2 separate regions of the Zea mays genome follow, and region 2 is linked to region 1. The links are chromatin contacts, called in public Hi-C maps. All regions are on one chromosome and are shown on one strand. The core of a region is the stretch at or near the end of the contact, and the rest is flanking DNA. Distances in the headings are between cores, read along the strand shown.

Region 1 (5,454 bases), core at 1,152-3,651:
TAGTTTCCAAAAATCATCAAGGTCTACAAAACCTGTTATGTTATTTGAGCTAAGATCCAAAATAACCAAATTTATGAGGTGGAAGAGTGCTGAAGGAATATTTCCGCTGATTTTATTATCATTTAAAGTAACAACTTCGATGCACGAAGATAGTGTATGGAACTCTTGTATAGGTCCAGAGAGTTGATTCGATGAAAGATCCAATTGTAATAATGATGGTAAAGTGAATAGAAATGTCGGTACGCCCCCTACAACGAAATCATGGGTAGGCTATGTTAAGTTCGTGTTTAGAGAGCAAAGTGCATATTCTGTGAAAAAAGGTAGTAAATAAGAAAATGAGACGATCTTTTGGGATGTCAAGAACATAAAAATAAACTACAATAACAATTAATTTGCACACAACTTTTTATCTATGTTTGCCTTCTCTATTGAGTAAAATTTACCCAAAGTCCCAGACGTTATCCTCAAGTGTCATATAGTTAGGTTTTAAAACTTAGCGCTTACGTTGATGTGAGAGATGGGACGATCTACACGTCAGCGATAAAGCTTAATCTTAGAAAAAATATATTTTTCATACATGGATGAATAACACCTAGTAGTGAATATAGAGATAACGACGACAGAAATATTTAAGACAGAATTTGCCATGAGTTCATGTATGTTAATGGTTCGTGTAACGTATCGTATCATTTGATGAACAATTCACAAATCACAAGGTACAATGTGAGAATTGGATTTTGAATCTTACCGACGAGGTCATTCTGTGAAAGGTCCACAAAAATCAGTTTAGTCATGTTGGCGATTGTATTTGGTATTCTCCCAGAGAAGCTGCAACCTCGAAGTATTAATACTGTCAACTTGTTGAGATGTCCAATTGTCGGTGTTATAGGGCCAGATAAACCTTGATGGTTATAGGATATTTGCAGGAATCTTAAGTTTTCTAGATTGCCAACTGAAGAGAGTAATTGACCAGTAAAAGCACAATCAGAGATTGTCAAATATTCCAATGTCGTAAGGTTGCCAATTAACTGTGGAATTGGCCCTATGGAACCACAATACCTGATATCCAAGCTTCTCAAACTGGTTAGGTTTCCAATCCAGGAGGGCATTGTCTTGGTAGAGTAGCAATCAGAAATTTTCAATGTTTTCAAGCTCTGGAGATCACCAATCCATGAGAAATTTGACCTAGCCTCCCTTGAAAAATTTACCGAAGAGAGTCGCAAGGTACTAACATGGTCCATCTTGTCTACGAAAAAATAGGGAGGTTCCATAGAAATTGATCTTCCATCTATTCCCAGGTCTGTCAAAGATGTGAGATTGCCCAAGTAGCTCAGAGTGACACCAGAGAAATGTGTATCCTGTAGATTCAAAGTTTCCAGCGAGCTCCCATGGAGAAATTTTGGAATAAGCCCCGAGAGTTGATCGTTATTTGACACATCCAATACTGCCAGATTCTTCAGTTGAAAGATTTTCGGTGGAAAGGTGCCTCTCAAGTTATTAAAGCTGAGTTGAAGAACTCTTAAATTGAGAAAATCTGCAAAGAATTCTGGAACCACGCCGGAAATTCCATTCATTTTTAGATTAATCACTTCGATAGAGCGGAGACGTAGAAAATGTCGATGGATAGGACCAACAAGCCTGCATTCCTCCATGCTAAGAACCTGAAGATGAGGAACGTATTTTCCAAGAGTTCTGCCCCAATCTTCTCTGCCACTACTACTTATGTCCACGCCATCAAGGTAGAGCTCTCTCAGATTTGTGAGGTTTGACAATAGTGTCTCGAAACTTGGTTCTTGTAGGACCAAAAGGTTATAGCTGTCAAAAAGATTATACAATGTGTCTATTTCAGCACCATCAATGTTATGGATTGAAGAAATATCCAGCGATATGAGACTCGGGAGTTTGCCTATTACAACCGGAATGTGTCCATAGAAACCTGCGTAAGAAAGGTTGAGGTGTGTGAGTACCGAAAGCCTCTCAAAGCCAGCCGCCGGAATAGGGGATCCACCGAAGTCATTCTTGCTCAGGTCGAGTCGCTGGAGTGAGGTGAGGTTGAAGAGCGCGCCGTCAAGACTGTAGCTGTACAAGCCACGGCCACCGAGGTCAAGAACAGTGACATGGCCGGAGACACTGTCGCATCCAACACCCTCCCAGAGGCAGCAGTCCGTGCCTGCTTCCCATGAAGCAAGGGTGGTGGTGGAGTAGTCGAAGAGAAAGGATCGCTTGAGCTGGAGGAGTGCTGCAGCATGGTCTGGATGGCACCAAGGAGCTGTGAGGTTACCATACCAAGTGGATGAAGCTAGTGATGAGCGGAGGTGGTGTATCAGTATCAGGAAGAGGGGAAGGAGATAACTAGCACGAGCCATGCATCATTGTCTTTGCACTCCAGAAGGAAAGCAAAAGAAGATAGTTCTATATAGTAGTACTAGAGATGGACACATCCCATTGACGATGCCACCCAGTCCACCGTAATGACTTTGAAGTTTTCAATGTCAAGCCGCCGAAATAATTAAGGGCTGTTTGGGACTAGAGATGGAGACATCCCATTCACGATGCCACCCAGTCCAGTAGTCCACCTTAATGACTTTGAAGTTTTCAATGTCAAGCCGCCGAAAGATACCAATGTCTGCGTTGCTGCATCGCCCTCAAAGACTTCATGGGTGTTTGGGAATGAAGTTTTTTCACAATTTTGAAAGAATACTGCAGTATTCTCAAATACTGCAGTATTATATACAGAATGGTGTTTGGCAAGCTGACTAAAATCTCTGTTTTCAAAATTGAAGTATTGCAAATACTATAGTTGTTTTAAGGTATTCTAAACTTAGTTCTGAACCTCAGTTTTCAAAATTGTGGTACTGCGGTATTGTCATGACTAAAATATACTGTAGTATTTTAAAAAATATGGTTTTCAAAAATTTTGTTCCCAAACAGAGCCTTCACTGTTGATGCTGGTAAAATTATAAATCCCGGTTTGCCGCCCTCGTCAAACCGGCCACCCTCACTCAGAGCTAGTTTGGGAGAAAAAAAACAGAGAGTATTAAAGTGACTGAAATACTCTTTTATTTAAATATAAACAAGAAAAAGATTTTAATTTTTCTAATTTTTTCCTATTTTCTGACTCTCAAACTCAAACTAGTATCTGATGGGAAGAGAAGGAAATTGCTGGAAGCCCGGAACGGACGCGGTCTCGCCGTCCTCATGGGTCAAAGGCGGAGGGCCCACGACCCTGCAGGTCTGGACCACTCGAGTGCGCTTGGCCCTGGCGGCTTCATGCGTGGAGTGTGTGGGGTCTCCTGCCTACCCACGTCCCTGCTCACCGTTGCATCAAAAAAATTGAGTGGTCAGTTGAAAAATATGCCTCAGACAGTGCCAATGTATACTAGTACAGCGCGCCAATAATGGATGGTTATTTGCTGGATTAGACGCAGCGCATTAATGCCTTTTGCACCTACATTAATTCTATATTATTTTCTGCTTTATTTTCTATAGTAAATAATTAACAGAAATAATTAAAATGCATCCCAAGGCTATGCTGCTCATTTACATCGCTCTAAAGATCTGCGATGCGTTAAGAGTCTGTTTGGTTTTCTACCTAAGGCGTCACAATCTGCCTAACCTTAGGCGCTTGAATTGAAGAACTAAGCTTAGGCAGGAAAGTTAAGCACGGTATGGCGCTTTAGGCCGCAAACCAAACAACCCCTAAGTCTTTTGACTCACGTCGAGCGAGTACGTAATTGGTTAGTCGAGCGATCGCGCCCATACTCGTCTGGTGCGTTGACTGTGTATGTGTAGATGATTGGTAGCCTGCATCGCATGTGTGTAGCCTGTACGCACTGGTGCAAGCGCGACATTTTTCTACCCCTCAGTCTGCACGCGCGGAGATGCGAGGAGGGAGCTTCCTTGGTGGAACAGGCTGGTGGGAGCCTGGCCCAAGCGAACGCAGCAACCAATCACGTTGATAGTGAGTACTCAGACGCGCCGATTAAGCTACATAATTAATCGGCTGGGTTATGATATTGACTGAGTATTGGTTGCCCTCTAGCAACACGATACAATATTTATGTCGTACAAACTTGGTTGCGTCATGTGATTGCTACGTCGCACTCTCGCTTAACAGGATCGCTTACGTTGAGTCAGATCGTCATGTCGAGTCACACATTTTTCGCAGGCCCTGCAGGCACTGCTCGTGTGTCACGACCACTGAGTCACAATTGCGTCTGTTGCGCAAGTTGCGTGGACTTATCGTGTACCCCGACTACCGAGCCACAATTGTGTTTGCTGCACTTGTTATGAAGGCTTGTTTGTGTTGCTGTAGCCCTGATGGCTATACACACATTGACACTATATGTTGGGATCTTGTACTCGCATAGAATGTGGTGGAGTATTCAAACCCCTGAAGTCACATCGTCGCGCAACCTTCGTAAACAATCTTGTTTGGCTCTACATTTCTGTTTGATTTGTGTGGCATCATATATTTATATATATTGCCATGTGGCCATAACAACTATATCAAACTTTATAGTTCTTGGAAATCTAGGAATTAAATTCAGGTACCTATGGAACATAGATAAGATAATTCTTTGCTCTCTCCACATGCATAAAGTATTATCCATAGTAACTAGTAAAAATACAATACAATGCATGAACGCCTTTTTAGCATAGAAGACATCACAAATTGGGAGGGTAGTTGCAACGGTTCGACCAAAAAACCATGCGGGACCATGGAACTTGTTGTCCCGAGTCGATGCAGCACAAGGAGGGAGAACCCTCTGTCATCTGGGCCCATGCGCCAGCCGCGGACCTGCTTGTGCACGAGTTGTCTGACTGGGCCGTGGACCCCACATGTCAGCGACACCGGTCAATCTGTGCTGACCGGGTGAGTGGGCCGGTGCAGAGGGGCGAAGGGAAGAGGTAGGCTGGTGCATTGACTGGTTTAGACCCATGAGACTGACTTTTTTATTTTGTTTTATGTTTTCTATTTTATTTTCTAATTCCTGTTTTAATTACTACTGAATAAATTAAGCAATAAAAATATGTTGATTACCTATTCATAAATAACCATGAAATATTTATTAGGTACCATTTTGGTGTAATTCTTTAGAGGATATTTCGAAGTATATGATTCAATGTAATGAATACTTTAACTTATTAGAGGCTCTATTCATTTATTACCTTGTTTCAAGACCTAAGTATTTTAAATCTTAATATAACTTTCCTAAATTACCTAAAATGTGATTTTAGGGTGTTACACAAAGTTGTGTGCAAATTGTTATTGCTAATTTATTTGATGTTCTTTATTGTTCCCTAAATGTTGTCTCATTTTCTTAATTACTACTTTTCACAGAATATGCACTTTGTTCTCTAAACACGAACTTAACATAGACCACCCTTGAATTTGTTGCAGGGGATGTGCCGACATTTTTATTCATCGAATCAACTCTCTGGACCCATTTA
Region 2 (5,454 bases), core at 1,290-3,789, 180 kb after region 1:
TCTTCAAGGACCTCATCATCTAAAGAACATGACAATTGACGAGTTGGATAGTTACCTTTCCTTACCAGAAACATTTATATGTACTGTACAGCAAATAGAAACAAGTGAAAGTGAATGGACCTGAAGATAGGAGTGCAGAATCCTGGTAAGTACAGTCTTCTTGTGGAAGAGAAATCTTCCTAAGGGCTGCATTTCCACGGTCAATAACCAGAAGAGAACACATTTTCTTCACATACACCACATCAAAATCTGTAGAGAACTTTGCATCTTCACTGGGGCCATCCCTGTATCCTGGGATATTCGATTTACCACCCGCTATGGTGGTCACTCCTGAACAGAAATTTCATTCACCAACTGTTAACACCTAACGCAACTATTGCATGAAATGTATAGCTATTTAACTATTGATCACCTGATTCTCCAATCTTTCGAATCGCCAAGTTTGCTGTATCAGCAACATAAACATTGCCCATATCATCCACGGCAACGCCTGTGGGGCGCTTGAATCGGGCATCACTTGGTTTACCATCTATATGACCAGAATGGCCCTGGAAAGAACCAGCAACAAGTCTTCCCCTGCTATCTGCAGAGGACCTATTATCAATCCACACTGCTGGACTTATGTTTAGTTATCAAGTCGTCCAGCTAATCATGATTAGTCAGGCTGATCAGTGCCATGGCGATCAGCTATGCACTATGATTAGTTAGGCTCATAGGTCCATGGCGACTAGGATTGATCAGACGATTTGATAACATTGATCTTTACAGCATTTATATCATACTTCTTTAAGCATTGATGCATGTTTCAGTTCAGTTTTCTTTTTCTGTCCATGACCCTTCCCTAAATATGCATAGTATAAATCAACTGAGACCAGAACTCCACCTATTACTATATAAAAAAAAGGTAGACCAGTGCCAGAGGTCTAGGGAAGGGATAAACCGAGGCAAGCCTTCCCCCACAAATGCGGAGAGGCTGCTTCGAATCCACGAGACAGCTCTCACCTCTTAATTAGTCCTGCCATTCTCACCTATTACTATATGAACTGATAACAATCCCATCGCTGTACCCATGACCAAGTTAAGGGACAATGAAGGCACAGGGAGTGTTACGGACAGAGTGATACTACACTTGGAAAGGTCAGTTATTCAACCACTAGGAACAATGTAACCCTAGTATTTGAGAAGAACACAATCACGAAATATTTGCATGCATGGATATTACCACTAGTATGTCAAACAAAGCTGGCTCAAAATGCCAGTCTGTTCTTCAAGTCTTCCTAAATCATAATCATGGTAACTGTGAGTTATGCCAAAAAAAAAAAGAAGCAAGCAGCCACGGGACAGAGGTGGCAGGAAGAGAACATACACTCAGAAAGTGGCGGGGTTATCCGCACAATGTTGCTATGTGCCGAGTCGACCGCAAGGAGCTCCCCGCCCTCAACAGGAGATACTCTAACGGTGTGCGGCGTGACACCAAGCTTGTCACCCTCAACAAGTGTCTCTACAAAGTAGCCGCTCTCAAATTGCAGGGCTACCCCCACGTGGCCATCTGCCAAAATAGTCGAACGTGAGCAAGATACAGAACAAAAGCACAGATATGAGCAGCTGCAGTAAAGTATGATCACTTAGGCCACAATGAGCCAAAAATACAAATCAGCTGAGCCTCTGCTGGATCTGAAATTCTGAACTCTGCTAAGAGAATTCTAAGAGCAGGACGACCAACTTCCAAATGATTAGTTTGGCCAATGATTTTTTTGGTGGTTTAGCAAGTTATCTCACCAATGCAGGGCCAGCTGAAGTGAAGGAGAACGATACTGAAATAATTATCAGTGAGAAATTGTAAAGATGTTTGAACTCGTCCCCATTGAGAAGATGGTTTAACCCCCACTCCCATTATCTTCCCGTTTGTTGTGCTTTCTATTATTCCTCACTCATCTTTTTCTTCTCGGGGAACACTAGTGGCTAGTGGAGTGGAATAGGGTTCATCAATCATCTGTAATTATAAGAGAAGCGGGAGTCGTGTGCGTCCTACAGGAGCAATCGCTTTGAGCAACAAAATCAGGTCCCCTCTTGTCGCGCGAGATATTCCGCAGACGTATTAGGGAGCGACGGCGACTCACCGGCGTACTGGGGGTGGCCGGGCTGTTTGGGCCCGTGCGTCGAGGGGGCGGCCCGCGGCCACCTGACGACCGACGACAGCTGCTTCACGATGCTGCCTGCGGCACAGAAGGCAGAAGTACGTATTAGTACGGGCAGTCCAGAGGTTTGGGATCGAATCGCCCCTATCGGGCCGCATTTTAACAGGGGAAGATAGGGGCGGCGGCGACGAGCGAGCGAACCTGTTGGAGGGGCCAAAGCGGCCGCGCTGGGACGGAAAGTAGCGGCGAGGAAGAGGAGGAGCAGCAGGAGCACGAGCGGGGATCTCAGTCCCATGGCGAGGGTCTGCTGCTGACTGCTGTGGTTTGGGGTAGAGCGAGAGGCAAAGGGCCTTTTCGCTTTCAGACGGCCTTGGTGACGTTCTCGATTCTCTTGTGCTCCGCAGAATCGTGCAGCGAGTGCGACTGACAAGTCTTGTGTCGTGTACGCCGCAGACGTCAGACCCGCAGCGCCGATTCAGCGGCCGACTTCAAATACATTTTTTTCTAATAGTTTTCTAAAGAGGTCTCTAAATCTTAAATTTAAAAAGTAATAAAAATACTTCTCCAATAATTCTCTAAATAGACTTAATGTACAACATCATTTACTCTTCACGTTTAGCAATTCAGTAGTTCACAGTCGTGTGCTTATTTTTTCTCTTTCCAATATAGTGAGGTGTCAGATATGACATGCTCTATTTTTCACTTTCCCACGAGACACCTAGGTCAAATACGTGTGACACAATTTTTTTCCTTTATCGTCATACCACTACTGTCCCATAGATTGCACCACCAGAGCACCGCTCTTTCACACGTCGTGTCGACTGACCTTTTCTTCTCTGCCCTCGTCATCCTCTACTCTCGACCTTGCCAGCAGCAAGGTCCGATGGGGGCAGGCCAACCAAAGCTAGATTCAAAATCAAACTACTCCCTAAATATGAGTAACTATTAAAGATCAAACTATTTTTACTCCCAGTAGCTATTTAGCAACTTGCTAAATATGATTTTAGCAAGCTATTTTTTAAGAACTATTGAAGTTTAGATAGCATATTCTATATCCTATTGTTAAAAAAAATAAAAAATTTAACATCCGAATAAATATTCAGATCCACTCCGACTTTAACCTATGTTCCCTCTGGCATGTGGAACTCGAGCCACATTTATGGCAACGGCCATACTTTGTCATTAGTGTTTATTTGAGTTAGTTAAATTATTATAATTAGATTTCATATATATATTAAAGCAGGTCCAAAACGCTCGTGACCAGGCTATCCACGTCGCTCAAAAAAATTCAGACTGTCCGGTCCTTATTGGACGACTCATCTCGTTCCTCTGCTCCCTTCGTCTCTAGATACTTCCCTCTGTCTCTAGATATCGACAACAACTAATATGCAATCAGACCTTATGTGAAAACGTGCAAGCGAGTCTCTTGGTCTGTTAGATCATGATCTAATTGTAGACATGATTGTGGTTTGTTAGAGGGTTTTCTATAAATCTACATGACTTGGTGGTGAAAGGGTTTAAGTGTTAAATGTGATACATGATTAGATCATAATCTAACTGTCGGCGTTTCGAGACAGGGGGGGTCCCTAAGCCGACGAGTGAGTGTGCTGCGTGCCCCAGCCCAGATGGGTCGAGCGCGTGGGCGAGCGCGAAGGGGGGAGAGGCGAGGTGGCCGGAGTCGAGCGTGAGAGAGGTGGAAGTCCCGCGGCCTTCGTGTTCGTCCCGCGCCCAGGTCGGGTGCGCTTGCAGTAGGGGGGTTACAAGCGTCCACGCGGGTGAGGGAAGCGAGCGGCCCCAAGAGAGCGCCTGTCCCGTCCTCGGTCCCGCGCGGCCAACCTTCTCTAAGAAGGCCCTGGTCCTCCCTTTTATAGTCGTAAGGAGAGGATCCAGGTGTACAATGGGGGGTGTAGCAGAGTGCTACGTGTCTAGCGGAGGGAGAGCTAGCGCCCTAGGTACATGCCAATGTGGCAGCCGGAGAGATCTGGGCACCCTGCTGGCGCGATGTCGTGGCTGTCGGAGGTGCGGCGGAGCCTGGTGGAGGGACAGCTGTTGGAGCGGTCGAGTCCCTACTGACGTCGTCCTGCTTCCGTAAGAGAGCTGGGGGCCGCCGTCGTCATAGAGCTTGTGGAGCGCCATCATTGCCCCTCCGGCGGAGCTGGCCGGATGGGACGCCGGTCTTGTTCTCCGTGACCCGAGTCGATTCGGGGTAGGATGATGATAGCGCTTCCTGTTGACGTGGCGGTCTGTGCCCTAGGCAGGGCGACGTGGGGGTTCCTCCGAAGCCGAGGCTGAGTCTGCCTTCCGTTGCCGTGGCCGAGCCCGAGCCATGGGGTCGGGCGAGGCGGAAGTCGTTCGGCCGAGGCCAGGGCGGAGTCCGAGCCCTGGGGTCGGGCGAGGCGGAGTTTCGTCGTCTTCCGGGTCTTAGCCCGAGTCCGAGCCCTGGGGTCGGACGAAGCGGAGTTTCGTCGTCTTCCGGGTCTTAGCCCGAGTCCGAGCCCTGGGGTCGGGCGGAGCGGAGTTCACCGTCTTTCGGGTCTTAGCCCGAGTCCGAGCCCTGGGGTCGGGCGGAGCGGAGTTCGCCGTCTTCCGGGTCTTAGCCCGAGTCCGAGCCCTAGGGTCGGGCGGAGCGGAGTTCGCCGTCTTCTGGGTCTTAGCCCGAGTCCGAGCCCTGGGGTCGGGCGGAGCGGAGTTCGCCGTCTTCTGGGTCTTAGCCCGAGTCCGAGCCCTGGGGTCGGGCGGAGCGGAGTTCGCCGTGGCGCCTTTGGCAAGGCCTGACTGCCTGTCAGACTCACTCTGTCGAGTGGCACTGCGGTCGGAGTGGCGCAGGCGGCGCTGTCCTTCTGTCAGACTGGCCAGTGGAGCGGTGGAGTGACGGCGGTCACTTCGGCTCTGCCGGGGGCGCGTGTCAGGATGAAGGTGTCAGGCCACCTTTGCGTTAAATGCCCCTGCAATTTGGTCAGTCGGTGTGGCGATTTGGTCAGGGTTGCTTCTGAGCGAAGCCAAGGCCTCGGGCGAGCCGGTGATGTGTCCGCCATAAAAAGGGGGCCTCGGGCGAGACGGAAGTCTCTCGAGGTCGGCTGCCCTTGGCCGAGGCTAGGCTTGGGTGAAGCGTGATCGAGTCACTCGTGTGGACTGATCCCTGACTTAATCGTACCCATCAGGCCTTTGCAGCTTTATGCTGATGGGGGTTACCAGCTGAGAATTAGGCGTCTTGAGGGTACCCCTAATTATGGTCCCCGACAGTAGCCCCCGAGCCTCGAAGGGAGTGTTAGCACTCGCTTGGAGGCTTTTGTCGCACTTTTTTGCAAGGGGACCA

What was found. Hi-C and Micro-C count contacts between places; a contact is called where the count stands out from the background.
Region 2: a Hi-C map of leaf shows a contact between it and region 1, with 4 times the contacts expected there. The contact joins the promoter of LOC100276297 here to the promoter of LOC103627026 in region 1. A contact is called at or near these places in 2 of 25 Hi-C or Micro-C datasets (both in leaf).

Annotation. Positions count from the first base shown.
Region 1 is chr5:150,274,703-150,280,156 of Zm-B73-REFERENCE-NAM-5.0, forward strand. LOC103627026 (receptor-like protein 7) reads right to left here and starts at 2,402. Exons shown (of 2, transcript XM_008647376.3): 1 at 749-2,402; 2 at 1-248. The coding sequence starts at 2,366. It also overlaps the pseudogene LOC103628545.
Region 2 is chr5:150,452,450-150,457,903 of Zm-B73-REFERENCE-NAM-5.0, forward strand. LOC100276297 reads right to left here and starts at 2,540. Exons shown (of 7, transcript NM_001150121.2): 1 at 2,340-2,540; 2 at 2,121-2,216; 3 at 1,367-1,549; 4 at 413-583; 5 at 121-330. The coding sequence starts at 2,433.